2 separate regions of the Lactuca sativa genome follow, and region 1 is linked to region 2. A link is a contact called in public Hi-C data. All regions are on one chromosome and are shown on one strand. The core of a region is the stretch at or near the end of the contact, and the rest is flanking DNA. Distances in the headings are between cores, read along the strand shown.

Region 1 (2,700 bases), core at 77-2,576, 170 kb after region 2:
AATTTCTTATTTTTTGTACATAAGAAAACAACTAACTTGTTTTAATTGTGTAACATCCCAAAAATCATGACCAAAAATTTCGTTTTTAATTTAATACTAAAAGCATAATTGTCAAACCATTAATTTAATACTCCGACATCAGGCCCCGCGTGGCATCGAGCCCCGCTCGGTATACTGATCTGTCTCTCTTAGGCCCCGCCTATCTCCGACCCCCGCCCGCTAAACACATACAATCATATAACATGCTAACACATAAAGAAACATACTCTACTGTATCCCTGTCCTAAGAAACATACTCTGCTAATAATGAGATACAGAACATCGTCCGTACTTAGCTAGTGATGAGATATGGGACCTCGCCCATACTTACCTCTCTACCAGGCACATACAAGTATCACACAGACAACAAGTATACTCTAACATGCAAACATTCCTCGGGCACCCTTTACATCAGACCTTGGTCTGGAATAACATACTAGCATACAATGCCTAGGGCTAAACCCCGGGTCTTCCTACTCATAGACTACATGGGCTGGCATTGTGGCCTTAGACCCATTCACACAGTAAGGAGACTCACATTGCACTGTTGAAGCCCTGGCTGGAACTAGCTGAGTACGGACGAAGTTCCGTATCTCATTATTAGCAGAGTATGTTTCTTAGGACAGGGATAGAGTAGAGTGTATTTCTTTATGTGTTAGCATGTTATATGAATGTATGTGTTTAGCGGGCGGGGCCCGGAGACAGGCGGGGCCTAAGAGAGACATATTTGTATATCGAGCGGGGCTCGATGTCAAGCGGGGCCTGATGCCGGGCGAGGCCCGATGCCGGAGTATTAAATTAAAGGTTTGACAATTATGGTTTTAGTATTAAATTAAAAACGAAATTTTTGGTCATGATTGTTGGGATGTTACATAGTTAAAACAAGTTATTTGCTTTCTTATGTACAAAAAATAAGAAGTTGTTAATATGTGAACACGGATAAGAGGTAGTTACCCTCCTAAGTCATTTTCCCTTCGAGTTACCGGTTAAAACATGTATTAACCGGTAATATTGGTGTAATTTAAACAGTTAAAACGAGTTAATTGCTTTATTATGTACAAAAAAAAAGAAATTAACAATATGTGAACACGGATAAGAGGTAGTGACCCTCCTAAATCATTTTCCCTTTTGAAAATGATTTTTTGTATAGAAGAAAAAAAGAGGTTTCTAAAAGTTACGAAAATATAACTTTTAATTATTTTACATGTAAAATTAAACCAAATACTTTTTAAAAACAAATTTTTGGTTTTTGCATTTAAAAAACTAATAGTTACGATTGGGCTGGTTTGGAGTATCGGCCCGCTTATACATTCCACAGCCTAAAGGGCACAGGTACATCTCCGGGCGTATATCTAAACCCTAGTGTTAGGGTTCTTTTCACGGCTCTTTGTTTTCAGTGGGGAACTTTTGCGCCGTGTAGTCCCGATTAACAGGTTTCAATCTTTCATTGCCTATCGCATCTAATTGTAAACGAAATACTGTATCTCTACTTGCTGTTTGTAGATCTACTAACACATTGGAAGGATTTCTGAAAAATATATTCGTTCGTTACTTGTTCTCTGTTGATTAATTGAATCTAATACTCGTCGGTGCAATTTCAACAAGTTTTAATTGTTTTAAACCGGTGTACTCAGTTTGTTTTGTATCAGTTATCGATGTTTTAGTCTTCTAATCGATTTTGTAGTTATGTTACTGTAATGATATATGTTTATGTATGTATATTTGGTTCGTATTGATTAATTCTATAGCAATTCGAGCTTGATAATTTGTTGAAGTACACGACATCATTTTCTTTTAGATCTTAATACGGTTGTTGATTTGATTAGTATCTTTGTACTCTCGTATTATTACTTCTGTCATCTGAATTAGAAGCTGATTAATGCTTCTTTAACGCTACAAGAAAAAATTGACCTGGTTTCTTCATCACCTGTTTATAGTAAGCAATGGCGGTTCCAAAGCTTGATAAGAAGATCGTCAAGAAGAGGGTCAAGAAGTTCAAGAGGCCACACAGTGATTGGAAAATCTGTGTCAAGGTACACAATCTATCTCTATAATCTTCTCATTATATCATTGAATCAACCTGTTTATTTGCTCAAATCGTGTTTGTAATTCTAACAGGAAAACTGGCGTAGACCAAAGGGTATTGATTCACGTGTGAGGAGAAAGTTCAAAGGTGTTACTCTTATGCCAAATATTGGATACGGATCAGACAAGAAAACCCGTCATTACTTGCCAAATGGTTTCAAGAAATTTGTTGTTCACAACGCCAAGGAGCTTGAAGTTCTTATGATGCACAACAGGTAAACATAAGTTGTACAGTTCTTCACTTTTAAGTTTACATTATAGTATGAAATAAAAACATTGTTACATGATTAATAATATGATGATTTTTCAGAACTTATTGTGCTGAGATTGCACACAATGTATCAACCCGAAAAAGGAAGGAAATTGTAGAGCGTGCAGCACAGCTTGATGTTGTTGTCACCAACAAGTTAGCCAGGTTGCGTAGTCAGGAAGATGAGTAAGCTTTCATGTGTTTTGTTTCTCATTTATGCATTTTTGTTTTTGATATACCTTTTTTTAAGGCTATTGAAATGAATTTTGTCAAAGAGTTATTTTTTGTTCTAGTGAATGATGATTGATTGTTGTTTGTGAGAATGA
Region 2 (2,830 bases), core at 281-2,780:
TGCTCTAGATTATTTAAAATAAACAGTTAAATACCATCTTTTAAAGATTTGTCTTGTTTATTTATTTTTAATCATTACATTCTAATTAATTTTGAGTCAAATCAAAACTTTAACATCTTAACTGTTAGAGGTGAGCAAAAACCACACTGGAACTAAAATTAATCGCAAAAACCGCATAAACCACAACCGCAATAAAAACCGATTGTGAGGTTTTCGGTTTTTCAAAAACCGCAAATTTGCGGTGCGGTGCGGTTATTTAACCGCAAAAAAAAAAAAAAAAAAAAAAAACCCGTACCGCACTGCATATATTATATACAAATTTTATTATTAATTATTAATATATTAAATATTAAAAATAAGATAAGTTTCATGGATGAAAAAATAATAAAATTTTAGAAGACAAAAGTGTTGATTTTTTGTTATGTTTAACTTTGGAAAATTGTGAAATTTGACAATTTTAGAATGCTTATTGTTAATTACTAGTGATTTGATGTTTTTAAGATATTAGTTGTTTGTGATTTAAGTTAATTGTCTTATACATTATTGTTTTTTATTATTACAAATAATATGTTCTATTAAAACCGTTTGAATTTTAAATTGCGGTTAAAAACCACACAAAATAATCGCACCAAATCCATGCGGTTAATAACTGAAGCCCAAAAAAAAAAAAAAACTGACTGCAAAAATAACCGCTTAACCGCACCGGAGCGGTTTTGAAAATGGATTAACCGCATTTGCGGTTACTGGTGAGATTTTAGCCAATAACCGCACTGAACCGCACCGCGCTCATCCTTAACTGTGATCATATTTAAACTATCATTAAGAGTGTTGGGTATGAGTATGATGTCAGCAACATAATGTTGATGTAAAGCACTTCTCGGGAGAGAACACTACCCCTCCTTCACGACATGGTGACATGGCAAGGAGCGGGTGAGCATAGTCATAATTAACAACGCAACTTCATCCCTCCTTTTCGATTTCACCTTCTTCACTCTTTTTTCATGCTGACAATGCTACTGATCATCCTTTATATGATGTTGAGACGGTAAATAAAGAAGGGTGTGGCAGATGGTGGCATGATCACCAAAGTGCTCATAATTCGTTTTTAGGATGATTATTTGAGTATTTATTTGTCAAATAATCAAACTATTAAACTTAAAATATAAATTCATATCTAAATATGTTACAGTTATTATCTACTCATCAATTATTAAATATCATGAGTTCTAAAATACACATATAAAACATCCTTAAAGAGTAATTTGCATCAAAACTATAATGTAAAATTGAGAGGAAAAAAATTAAAAAGAAACGGTAAACTTTTCGTAAACTTTTTTATATGAGTTTGATTTTTAACAAAAATTTTTGAAAAAACGGAAAATAATAAAAAATATACACAGAAAACCAAATAAAAAATAAAAACCAATAAGATAATATAAAAACTTAAGAGTTTTTATATGATTTTCTAATCAAAATATCATCTCATTCTATAATTAATCATTTGATTCTAATTTTTCAACGAGTAGGATTTGTATTCCTTTAAAAAGTCTCACGTCTCGAGGACACCATTATCACAACTTTCTCTTTCTAGAAATGGAGGAAGGAGAAGGCGGAGAGGAGTACCTTTTCAAGATAGTCGTGATTGGTGATTCCGCTGTCGGAAAATCAAACCTGCTGTCGCGTTTCGCTAGAGATGAGTTTGATTTGCACTCAAAGGCCACCATTGGTGTCGAGTTTCAAACTCAGGTCGTAGATATCGATGGCAAGGAGGTTAAAGCTCAAGTATGGGACACCGCCGGTCAAGAGCGCTTCCGTGCCGTCACCTCCGCCTATTACCGCGGCGCCGTCGGTGCACTCATTGTTTATGACATTAGTCGCCGTACTACCTTTGAAAGTATTAAGCGCTGGCTCGGTGAACTCAACAGTAAGTTTTCCCCCTTTTTTCTTTTTCGATTTCAATTCACTCCTTGTTCAATTTTCTCTCATTCTATCGTTTTTATTGGATTATTACTGGATTTGTCATTTGGTTGCAAAAGGATTAGATCTCGAAGATATTATGTTACTCCTTCCATTCGTTGAAAACAATTTGACTTGCTATTCACGATAAGAAATTGAAAAGAAATTGATTTCGTATTTCGTAACAAGTCCTTTGAATCGGAAGATGTTGCAATTTCACATCGAGCTTACGTTTTGGATCTAGAGAAACCAATTAAACTTTGTTTGAATGTTATGAATTTGGGTTTGATTAGATTACATTTAACGTTTGCAGCTCACTGTGATACATCAATGGCAACGATGCTGGTAGGGAACAAAAGCGATTTGGAGAATATCAGGGACGTGAGCATTGAAGAAGGCAAAAATCTTGCAGAAGAGGAAGGGCTTTTCTTCATAGAGACATCCGCACTTGATTCCACTAATGTTACAACAGCTTTTGAGATCGTGATTCGTGCCATTTATGATAATGTTAGAAGAAAGGTCCTTAACTCCGATTCCTACAAATCTGAAGTGTCTCTCAATCGTGTAAGCCTAGTTAAAGATGCTAACACAAAGCAAAGCTATTGTTGTTCCAAATGACCTTTTCTGGTGTCATCCATCTCATTACTACTCTTGTCCAAACATGATTGTGGGAAGATTTTCGACTTTTTGTTGGTAGTTACTTTTGGAATTTTATGTTTTGAATTTAATTAGTGGGAGTCCAATATTTCTTTAAGCGCAATATCAATTGTATAACTTTTACAGATGATAAAATGAGTCAACTATGTTACATAAATTCGAAGACTTCATGGGCGCGCATTCATATTACCCACGATAATAAATTGGTTGAAATCGG

What was found. A called contact is a pair of places that touch in the nucleus more often than the background predicts.
Region 1: a contact with region 2 is called in a Hi-C map of seed, with 2.9 times the contacts expected there. The contact joins the promoter of LOC111900649 here to the promoter of LOC111900647 in region 2. A contact is called at or near these places in 2 of 4 Hi-C or Micro-C datasets (leaf and seed).

What each region holds. Positions count from the first base shown.
Region 1 is chr5:352,816,887-352,819,586 of Lsat_Salinas_v11, forward strand. It overlaps LOC111900649 (60S ribosomal protein L32-1), which reads left to right and starts at 1,327. Exons shown (of 4, transcript XM_023896530.2): 1 at 1,327-1,472; 2 at 1,977-2,072; 3 at 2,158-2,339; 4 at 2,435-2,700. The coding sequence starts at 1,983. The coding sequence ends at 2,564.
Region 2 is chr5:352,651,162-352,653,991 of Lsat_Salinas_v11, forward strand. LOC111900647 (ras-related protein RABA5b) reads left to right here and starts at 1,531. Exons shown (of 2, transcript XM_023896528.3): 1 at 1,531-1,924; 2 at 2,270-2,770. The coding sequence starts at 1,594. The coding sequence ends at 2,574.